Regions from separate parts of the Mus musculus genome. Here all the other regions are linked to region 1. The links are chromatin contacts, called in public HiChIP or PLAC-seq and promoter capture Hi-C maps. All regions are on one chromosome and are shown on one strand. The core of a region is the stretch at or near the end of the contact, and the rest is flanking DNA. Distances in the headings are between cores, read along the strand shown.

The links. Promoter capture Hi-C pulls out the DNA fragments that hold promoters and counts their contacts. HiChIP or PLAC-seq counts read pairs in DNA pulled down with a chosen protein or histone mark.
Region 2: an H3K27ac HiChIP or PLAC-seq map of extraembryonic endoderm stem cells shows a contact between it and region 1, with 4 times the contacts expected there. The contact joins the enhancer-like site here to the promoter of Plekhb2 in region 1. A contact is called at or near these places in 4 of 39 promoter capture datasets (the 3T3-L1 cell line, cranial neural crest, hippocampal neurons and 1 more), 4 of 115 datasets of contacts at active chromatin or transcription factors (embryonic stem cells and extraembryonic endoderm stem cells) and 1 of 9 other capture datasets (embryonic stem cells).
Region 3: a contact with region 1 is called in a promoter capture Hi-C map of cranial neural crest. The contact joins the enhancer-like site here to the promoter of Plekhb2 in region 1. A contact is called at or near these places in 2 of 39 promoter capture datasets (the 3T3-L1 cell line and cranial neural crest) and 3 of 115 datasets of contacts at active chromatin or transcription factors (embryonic fibroblasts, embryonic stem cells and stem cell-derived neural progenitor cells).

Annotation. Positions count from the first base shown.
Region 1 is chr1:34,848,259-34,851,727 of GRCm38.p6, reverse strand. It overlaps Plekhb2 (pleckstrin homology domain containing, family B (evectins) member 2), which reads right to left and starts at 1,769. Exons shown (of 8, transcript NM_145516.2): 1 at 1,665-1,769.
Region 2 is chr1:36,018,332-36,021,800 of GRCm38.p6, reverse strand. It overlaps Gm39623 (a long non-coding RNA gene), which reads right to left. Exons shown (of 3, transcript XR_865339.1): 3 at 313-563. Among named protein-coding and RNA genes, the nearest start is that of Gm39623, 3.3 kb to the right of the region's middle. Within about 2 kb of position 1,545, at least 7 of the 459 cell types and tissues checked have an H3K27ac peak or open chromatin away from gene starts, as enhancers often do. A contact at or near this core is called in extraembryonic endoderm stem cells, where this site is marked.
Region 3 is chr1:35,991,172-35,994,640 of GRCm38.p6, reverse strand. No RefSeq gene overlaps it. Among named protein-coding and RNA genes, the nearest start is that of Gm33222, 18 kb to the left of the region's middle. Within about 2 kb of position 1,495, at least 22 of the 459 cell types and tissues checked have an H3K27ac peak or open chromatin away from gene starts, as enhancers often do.

The DNA of each region.
Region 1 (3,469 bases), core at 520-3,019:
GATGCACGAGGGGGGTGGGAGGTTGGAGGAATTAGTCACTGTGTTCTGAACGAGCCACGTAGTCTCGCTAGAATCTGTGAGCTTCCCACCTTTCTAAAACACTGGCAATCACTCCACTCCTTTATGAAGACTCTCTGTAAGCCACTCTGCACCTGAGAGTTGGACACAACAAATTCTGCTTACCCCAAATAAAAACCCCTGACCTCCCAAAGTCTCAATCTAACTATTGTTATTGCATAACAATAAAATGTAACCAAAAGGAGTCAGGGCTTGTACAATCAAACACGGAAAACTAAAGGCACTATAATACAGACCATGAAAGTGCAGAGGAGCAGGAGGCCCAGCGGAGCAGGGCAACCCCAGGAAGAAGAAAGCCCTGGGGTCTCAGTAAAGCAGTAGCGGTACTTTGTGAAGTCACAGGAGCTATCAGAAAGGCCAAACTGCTCCCATCCTCAGAAGAGCCCCCACCACCTTATCCAGACATAGGTGGAGAAGGGGAGGGAGGGTAAGGGCTAAGCAGCTCTACGGGAAGATACCATTTAGGACAGGGGGCACCTGGGAAGGGATGCGTAGGACTGGGGAGGATACATCAAGAAGTGGGCATTTGGGCCGGGCGGTGGTGGTGCACGCCTTTAATCCCAGCACTTGGGAGGCAGAGGCAGGCGGATTTCTGAGTTTGAGGCCAGCCTGGTCTACAAAGTGAGTTCCAGGACAGCCAAGGCTATACAGAGAAACCCTGTCTCAAAAAAAAAAAAAAAAAAAAAAAAAATGGGCTTTTGGTGAACCCGGAAAAGACCCTGAGGAAAGGGCAGGGGTACAAGACAGACCTGGTCACTGGGTCAGGAGAAGAAAAGATTATGGTGGGGAACACTGAAGAATCCCTGCAGAGACCCAGGGGGAAATGGAGGGGAGCTAGGCTAGACAGGACCCTAAGGAAGACTATGAAGGGCTGGGAGGATAGATCAGGAAGTGGGGAAGAGACAGACTTGGAGGAGGGAGTACAACCAGAATGTGGGACACTAGCGACAGGGGAGGAGTCAGGAGCTGGAGGGGAATACAATCAGGATGGGGACGCTAAGTAAGGAGGAACGTAGTAGCTGGGGGGCCGATGGGGGGAGGATACAATCAGGATGGGGACACTGGGAAGGGGTAGGAGGTGGGAAAGGAAGAGAACAGTCAGGGTAGGGACACTGAAGAGACAGGAGGGGAGGGGGGGATACAATTAAGATTGAGGACATGGGGGAGTGGGGAGGAGGCAGGGAGAGGCTGGAGTAATATAATGAGGATGGATACTGGGGAAAAGGCAGGAGCTAGTGTGAGGTGGAGTGTATCATCAGAACAGCAGACGTTAGGGACGAGGGAGGGGTGTGGGTCAGAATGGAGACACTCTGGAAAAGGAAGAGGGCAAGAGCTGGGGGGGGGGGGGGAGGCGAGGAACATTAGAGAAGGGGGAAGGAACAGGGGCTGGGGGGGGTGGTGTCACCGAGGAAGTGGGCGCGGCCAGCAAGGTTAGAGCTCCCCAGAGCCAGGCTTTGAGAGGGGGTATTGGCGAAGCGGGTTACCCCCGGAGGGGCGTGAGCGGGGCCGAATGGGGTACCTCCGACCGGGGAGGTCCGGGGAAGGGGTCGCACGCGGGCGCAGGGGGGCTCCGCGGGCACAGTCACCTGCGAATGTTCAGGCCGCCAAGACAGGGATCAGGCTGAGAGCGCAAGGTCGCCGGCTTCTCCTGCTTCTCCGCTGGACGCGCGAGTCCTGGTCCTGCGTCACCGCCTCGAGCCATGCGCATGCGCGCAAGGCAGGTGCCACCCGGGTGCAGGGCCGAAGCCAAGGCGTTGCTCTCAACCTGGGCTGTTATCTGCTCAAAGGTGGTTCTAAGTTTCTTGATCTTGGCCTCTAAACACAGAGCTTCGTAGAGAAAAGCGTGACAGCGGGAATGGGGGCAAGCCAAGGGCAAACTGAACCTGGGACCTCTCAGAGCCAGAAATGAAGACCTGCAGGCTTAAAAACCAGGAAGATGGAGATGTCAAAACTGAAACAGCAATCAAGGAACAAAACTGGAAGTCTTAGCAATAACTCACATAGAAATGTTATAGCTTAGAATATAAAATATAAGGATAAAAAAATAAATGAGGAAGGAGCCGGGGGGTGTTAGTAGGACTGTAATCTCAGTACTGGGGAGGCTTAGTCAGGAGGATAATAACTTTGAGGGCAGCTTGGGCTACATAACATGGCAGTACACAGCTGTAATCTCAGCATTTGAAAGATGTGGTAAGAAGATATAAAGGAAGGCCAAGATTATCTTTAGCTAGGTAGTGAGCTCAAGGTCAGTCTAAGGAAAAAAAAATACTCTTTTAATTATAGTGCCTTGTGTATCCCAGGTTTTTTCTAGGTTCTTGGTGTCTCAAACAATGACTTGCACAACACAGAATAAAGGTTGTCAAAGGGTACATTTATTTACAAAGAAAATGCATGGAATACACTCCCCAGAATGGGAACGGCCTGAGCAAGCATAAGACTCAAGACCCCCATGACCTTTTGGAGCGTTGTGAGTTTAAGTAGAGTGAGGAGCAGATTCCCTGCGTAGAAATTAGGTAGACCCTTTGCCCTGATTGACAGATGGGCTGTTAGGTAGCCTTGAGTTGGTGGGTCATACATCCTATAGCTTTATGCATGTGCCACACACACACACACACACACACACACACAAACACACACCGTGTTTACACCTGAAACAGTAAATAAATTTGTTACTATTTCACTTCAAGGAAAAACGTACCCTCATAACACGTATACTCAAAGCTGGTTTTAAATACACTTGTGTATCTGCTGTATCTGCCCTCCTACCAGGAAATGCCTAATCTCAAATTACCTACAGGAGAGATGGGTGTTGCCCTGTGGGAAGGAGACCGAAGGTACCCTCAGGTCATCGGACAGCCCTATGATCATTTACATTGATGGAGCTATAGCTGTTGTACTGATTAGTTTTTGTCAGCTTGACACAAACTAGGATCATCTGGGAAGGGAACCTCAAATGAGAAAAAAATCTCCATCAGATAAGTCTGGGGACTTTCTCTAAAGTGATTGGCATTGGGGGGCGGTGCCTATCTCAGTACAGGCAATGCAATCCTTTAGCAGGAGGTCATGGATTATATAAGAAAGCAGACCAGTAAGCAGGGTCCCTCCACGGTCTCTGCTTGAGTTCCTGCCTTGCCTTCCCTCGATGTCAGACTGTGATCAAGATTTATAAACTAAATAAGTCCTTCCTTCCCTAAGTTGCTTTGAGTCATGATAATTTCACAGCAATAGAAAATGCAGATTTTTTTCCTACTTTACTGCACTTATTGAATTTTCCTTTCATTTTAAATTACTTGTCTGTCTGTCTGTGTGGGAGTATGTATACACGGTGCAGGTTCCCATGGAGGCCAGAGATGTCCTTAAGAGCAGCCAGTACTCTTAACTGCTAGCTATC
Region 2 (3,469 bases), core at 296-2,795, 1.2 Mb before region 1:
TTATTGCCTGACGAGCAGGCCTTAAGTCCAATCATAGAGCTGTTAGTTACTACCAAGTTATGAGTGCCACTATTGTACTCTTAGAGTTGTTTGCCATTGTCGTTCATAGGCATTGCAGCTGGGTAGATTTTAGAAGAAGGTAGAGATTCCATGTCATACGGGTGATGGGCAGTTACTAGATTTGGTTTGTTTTCTCTGCTAGTTAAAGAATGAGAAATCAGGGAAACTCTTGAGTCCAACTATAGGCTTGATGTTTCAAAAACCCACTTTATTTAGGGTGCGCTAAAGCTCCAGCCTCCCTTCTAGCCCCTGATCAAAGCTAGGGAGAAAGATGGTCAATAGGACAAGAGGGGTGTGGACCTGTTTAGAAGTAGTTCTTTGGGGCGATTACAATCTTCATTGTCAGGATATCAGCTGTCCAGTCCAAAAGCAAACACCAAACACGAATCAGTAGCAGCTACTACATCCAGCAGAAAACCAGAGACTCTGCCCAATCGTCACAGGTCACAGCGGAAGTGCCAAAAAGCAGCCAGAATACCAGAAGTTCTTTGGTGCGGTTCTCTCTACAAAGTCACAACAAGCGAAGATCACTGAAAACTGGTGAAGTATTGCTGGGTGAGCAGTGAAGACCAGCGAAGTGTTGCAAGACATAGAAATTCAAGAGCGCTCTCTCACTGTCTGTAAGGGTTCTACTTAAACTCTTTCCAAACATTATGCACTCTCTCAAACATCTGCTTCAGCAAAACATCCTCTCACAAGACAGATTCCAGAGAAACATCTGAGTTTCCAAAGAAACCAGACATTTCCACTTCATAAGACAGGTAGCAGTGGGGCAATCTCAAATGCAGCAGACAGAAAACCATCCAGTGACGAAGAACTTTTATTAGGGTTGAGGAAACACACAAACAGAGAGGAAGGAGGCCCCCTACAAAGCAGAGGAGGGGTGTCAGGAGTTCCCAACCCAACTTTTCTTTGGCTTGGAGTTTTTTTGTTTGTTTGTTTTTTGGTTTTGGTTTTGGTTTTTTGAGACAGGGTTCCTCTGTATAGCCCTGGCTGTCCTGGAACTCACTTTGTACACCAGGCTGGCCTCGAACTCAGAAATCTGCCTGCCTCTGCCTCCCAAATGCTGGGATTAAAGGCATGTGCCGCCACGCCTGGTGCCTTGGAATTTTAAGAGCCTTGCGGGTGGAGGTGGGGGACCTTCCTCCTCTAATTCAGGGTTGCTCAGTTTGAACAAAACACAAGGTAGATGATAGGTCCACACTTTGGCATAAACAGATCCTGATCCAGCCTTGAACTTTTTGGGCAAGCCCATCAGCAGAGAGGCCCCTCCTCCTGGCAGGAGAAAAAGCCCTCCAGGCCTTAGTCTTCTGTCAGAAAGGCAAGGAAGCAGCCTGTCATTGTAAAGTTAGGCTTTATATTACTGAGCTGATATGCCCCTTCTCCCTATTTTTCTGCCTATCAGGTATCTGTCTAACTCTTAATCCCTCAGGTATGTCACTGGGAGATAGCAGCTCACTAGAGATGACCACTCAGATGCAGTTTATAGCGAATTGAAAGCCTTAATTCCAGCTGGCTGGAACTACACTCAGGTATTCAGTACCTAAGTGTACTGGCTGGTTTTATGTCAGCTTGACACAAGCTAGAGTCCTCAGAGAGGAGGGAGCCTCCGTTGAGGAAATGCCTCCATGAGATCCAGCTGTAAGGCATTTTCTTAATTAGTGATCAATGGGGGAGGGCCCAGCCCATTGTGGGTGGAGCCATTCCTGGGCTGGTGGTCCTGGGTTCTATAAGAAATCAGGCCGCCCAAGCCATGGGAAGCAAGCCAGTAGCAGCACTTCTCCATGACCCCTACACCAGCCCCTGCCTCCAGGTTCTTGTCCTGCTTGAGCTCCTATACCTTCCTTCAATGGTGAACAGCAACCTGGAAGTCTAAGCTGAATAAACCCTTTCCTCCCCAACTTGCTTTTTGGTCATGGTGTTTTGTTGCAGCAATAGAAACCCTGACTAAGTGTAGCTTCAAGCATTTAGATCAAGGGGCTTTTAAAGGCAAAAATCACATTCTAGTATCTCACTTGGCTGCAGGGGGAGAGGTCTTGCACAAGCAGGCAGTTTAGCAGAAGCTAAGATAAGCAAGCTGGGGCATCTCAGCCTCAGGTCCTAGAGTAAAGTTAGGTCGTTTCCCAAGGGATTCTCCATCAAGGAGATCAAATTCTAGCTAAACCTGAAATGGCCTCAGCAAGAATACAAGATGGAAGAACTTCTGCACTGTCTTGCCCTGTCACATTACCAAGCCAGGATAGCCTCCAACAAGCTTAAAGTTTGGTAGCCCGAGGCTTATACTCAGAATCAACAGTTACTGGAGACACACACAGCTACTGAAGGGCATGGTAGGAGAAGCATTTGACATTGAGTTGTAACAGGCAGCTCTGTGGGCTTCCCCCCAGGAGGGTTCAGGCTAAATGGCTGGAAAGGAAAACATTTGCTAATATGGGTAGTCTAGTGTGGTGGTTTGAACACGCTTGGCCCAGGGAGTGGCACTATTAAGAGGTGTGGCCTTGTTGGAGGAAGTGTGTCACTGTGGGGGTGGGCTTTGAGACCCTCCTCCTAGCTGCCTGAGGAATCAAGTCTTCCCCTGTTTGCCTTAGGGAAAAGATGTAGAACTCTCAGCTCCTCCTGCACCATGCCTGCCTGATGCTGCCATGCTTCCTGCCTTGATGATAATGGACTGAGCCTCTGAACCTATAACTGCCAGCCCCAGTTAGTGCTGTTCTTTATAAGAGTTGCCTTGGTCCTGGTGTCGCTTCACAGCAATGAAACCGTAACTACAACATCTAGCCACCCTCTTCCCCAAGAGCATCTGCATCCTGTAGCCCTAGCCTGTCGCTTGGCAGGGGATAAGTGGGAGGGGAGAGTGGGTAGAGAAGGGAGGTTTAAGAAGCCTCTTTGGACTGGATTTTTCTCTCTTGAGTACACCTAAGAGAGATTGGACACACATGGCTGGAGGCGAGGATTGCAGGAGAAGCCAAATATTCTGGCACTGGAGCTTAGGAGTTCAGACACACTGCTCATTCACAGGCATGCTTCTTCCAGGGCCCCAGGCCCAGCTCTGTGGGACCCACCTGAGCATGCCCATGATTGTGGCAGAGGATTAGAATGGGGGTTGGGGGGAAGGCATCCACCTTAACAGAACAAGACAAAAACCATGGTGGAGGATGATCAGACCCCCTCCAGCCCTCTACAGGCTAACCGCCCCCAAACAACACATGCAGAGAGGCACTGAACGTTGAGCCCCGGAAGAGACCTGCACCTTGTGAATAACACCCGGGGGTCAGGATGAGGAGGTGTTCTTGAATCTCAGACCTATTCTCTAGCCAACTCCATTCTGGGGGATGCTTTTCTTGTTTGAATAAACTGTGTTTCTATTCTACCCGTGTCCCCCGGTCTGATCATTTGCTTTGGGACCCAA
Region 3 (3,469 bases), core at 246-2,745, 1.1 Mb before region 1:
CATGGGGAGAATAGGGTTTATCCAATCTACACATCACAGTTCATCATCAAAGGAAGCCAGAACAGAAACTTAAACAGGGTAGGAACTTAGAGGCAGGAGCTGATGCAGAGGTCATGGAGTGGTGCTGCTTACTGGCTTGTTCCCCATGGCTTGCTCAGCCTGCTTTTTAAATAGCACCCAGGGCCATCAGCTCAGGGATGAAACTACTCACCATGCGACACAGGCTCTTGTCTTAGTTAAGGTTTCATTGCTGTGTGGTCAGGTTCATACTATGGCTACAGCAACTCTTATAAAGGAAAACATTTAGTTGGGGCTGGCTTCGAGTTTCAGAGGTTCAGGCCATTATCGTCATGGTGGGAAGCATGGCAGCTTGCAGGCAGGCATGGTGCTGGAAGAGCAGAGAGTTCTACATCTTGATCTGAAGTCAAGCAGGAGGAGTGTTTTACACTGGGCAGGATTTGAGCATATATATTACCCCAGAGCTTCCCACCACCACCCACCACCACAGTGACACACTTCCTCCTTCAAAGTCACACAATAAGTCCACACCTCCTAGTAGTGCCACACTTCATGGTCCAAGCATTCAAACACATGAGTCTATGGGGCCATACCTATGCAGCCCTCCCCGATCAATCACTAATTAAGAAAATGCCCTGCAGGCTTGCCTGCAGCCCTGTCTCATGGAGGCATTTTCCTAATTGAGATTTCCTTCTCTCAGATGACTTTAGCTTGTGTCAAGTTGACATAAAACTATCGAGCAAATCCTGTAAGGCTCTGGTCCCTGCTTACCCCAGAATGATTTGCCTTGACTCTAATACTATGCTCAGGGCTCTCTGTCTCCCTCCTACCAGGGTTCTGCCAAGGGCGTCAGCTCCAGAAGTCCCCTTTAGAGCCAACTTTCCACCACTGCTCCTAAAGCTAGTTGTCTGAAGTGGTCTTCCCCCGAAGCAGGTTCTGAATACAAGTTTTGCATGCTGAGTGGCTTTGACAGCATCTTTTGGCATTCCAGAATGGGGATGGTCTCAGAGCTTACTTGCATGGGGTGACAGGCTTGGTCTTTGGAACCCATACAAAGCAGCTATTGGCCTACAGACTGGCCCTGGAAGAGGGTTAAAGGAACTTGGGGGCTGCAGCTGTGGGCAAGTGAGGTAGAACTGAGCCATCTTCCCTGGAGCAGCTGGCAAGTTTATGCCCAGAAGGAGAGTGTCCTGCCTTGCCAGCCACCAGAAGTGGGATAGCAGAACACTTCCATGAGGGTGTCTTGCTGCCCTGGGTGAGTCTGACATGGCATGGGAGGTATCTGTGACCCAGGAAAAATGGGTCCAGGTGGTGGCATGGCACGGGAGCCAACATCCTGGTTAGATCTTCATGAGTTCTTCATCTAGCCAGGCCAGGAGCTAAGTGCAGATGAACTATGGGGTCCTCTGTGATGGTACAGGGCCTTTGCTTGAGCTCAGGCTACAGTGACAGGCCAGTGCTGTCCTTTCTGCTTCCTCTTTGCTTCTTGTACTCCACCCTAAACGTTGTAAGGAGGTGGGGAAGTGAGGGAAGGGTGGTTGAGACCACAGTGCCAAAGGGCATTTTGGTCTAAATTGAAGTGTACCCCCTGCTCTGTCATTTGTCTGCTTATTATCTGCCCATCTGTCTCTCACCTCCGCCCCACCTGGCTCCTATTAACTTCTGTCCACACAGGGGCCTTGCTGACACCACAGGCATGTGTCCTTGAGGGACAAAGCTTAGCCCACTGGGCTGCCTTCTCTCTCTTCAGTGAGCCAGGCCCAGCAAGCTCAGAACAGTGGCGCAACTCCAGATTTCATTAAATCAAGGGAGGAAAATATTTTTGAAAGAGGGTAAATAGAACTTAATTTGCCATGTGGTTGGAATTAACAGAGAACACTTCCCAGCAGCCTCTGAAAGGTTTGGTGGTTGAAACAGCTTCATTGGCTCTGGCTTGGGCCTCAGTGCTATTCAAAGCCTCCATCATCAGAGCTGGCGGCGGCTGCTGGCTGGGGTGGGGTACACGACGCATCTTGGGTAAATGTTTGCCTTTCAGTGGCTGCACTGAGGGACACAGCTGTGGAAGAGCTTCTTCCTCTCCGATAGAAATTTCTCCCTGAGTTTCATGAGGGTGGCTGCATTCTTGGGGTGGGGAGCTGGCAACAAGGAGAAAGGCTCCCAAGAGTCACTCCGGCTGCCCTGGACCCACCCTTATTCTGCTCAGGATGTGCCATGCACAGCTGGCAGCCATATGCTGTGGGGGAAAGAGTCTGTGGTACTGCTGTAATCTGACCATTTCCTGTCCAAGTTTCTTTGTTGGTAGACTTAATCCCAAATGCTGTGTTGACGTTTGTCTTAGTTTGGGTTTCTATTGCTGTGAAGAGACACCATATCCATGGCAGCTTTTGTAAAGGGAAGACATTTCATTGAGGCTGGCTTACAGTTCAGGGGTTTAGTCCATTGTCATCGTGGCAGGAAGCATGGCAGCGTGCAGGCAGACATGGTGCAGGAGAGGTAGGTAGCTGAGAGTTCCACATCTGGATCTGCAGGCAGCAGGAAGAGGTTGAGATATAAGGTCTGGCTTGAGCATCTGAGACTTCAAAGCCCACCCTGAGTGACATACTTCCTCCAACAAGGTCACACACAGGATGAGCCTGGGGAGGCCAGTACTTGTAGATAAGTACCCTCAGAGGTAATCAGGGTTACCTGAGGTCATGACAGTGGCCTCCATGAACTGAGATTACAAATACATGTCATCTTGCCTGACTTTTAGACATGGGTTCTGGGTTGGACTCAGGTTCTTAGGTTGTGTGATCAAGCGTGTTGCCAATTGACACATATCTTCTCAGCTCTGCATTAAGGGACTTTACTTTTCTTCAGTTGAGGACTGAAGAAACAGAAGCAGAAGAAAGAAAAGAATTAGAAAGAAGAAAAAGAAAAGGAGGAGGAGGAGGAAGAGGAGAGAGGCCTGAGCTAGTATACTCTTTCTTGTGCCATGTGATGTGCCCAGCCATGGAATAATTAATGTAACAAGACGGTCATTACCAGAAAAAGCCCTGCCATCTTGAATATCTGTGCTCCAGAAGCAGGCACCAGGCCTCACAGATAAAGTTAAGGCAATAGAAATGGGGTGAGTAGGGGCTGGAGAGATGGCTCAGTGGTTAAGAGCACTGACTGCTCTTCCTGAGGTCCTGAGTTCAAATCCCGGCAACCACATGGTGGCTCACAACCATCAGTAACAAGATCTGATGTCCTCTTCTGGAGTGTCTGAAGACAGCTACAGTGTACTCACATATAATAAAATAAAATATATAAATCTTTAGCCGGGCGTGGTGGCGCACGCCTTTAATCTTAGCACTCGGGAGGCAGAGGCAGGTGGATTTCTGAGTTCAAGGCCAGCCTGGTCTACAGAGTGAGTTCCAGGACAGCCAGGGCTACACAGAGAAACCCTGTCTCGAAAACCAAAAAAAAA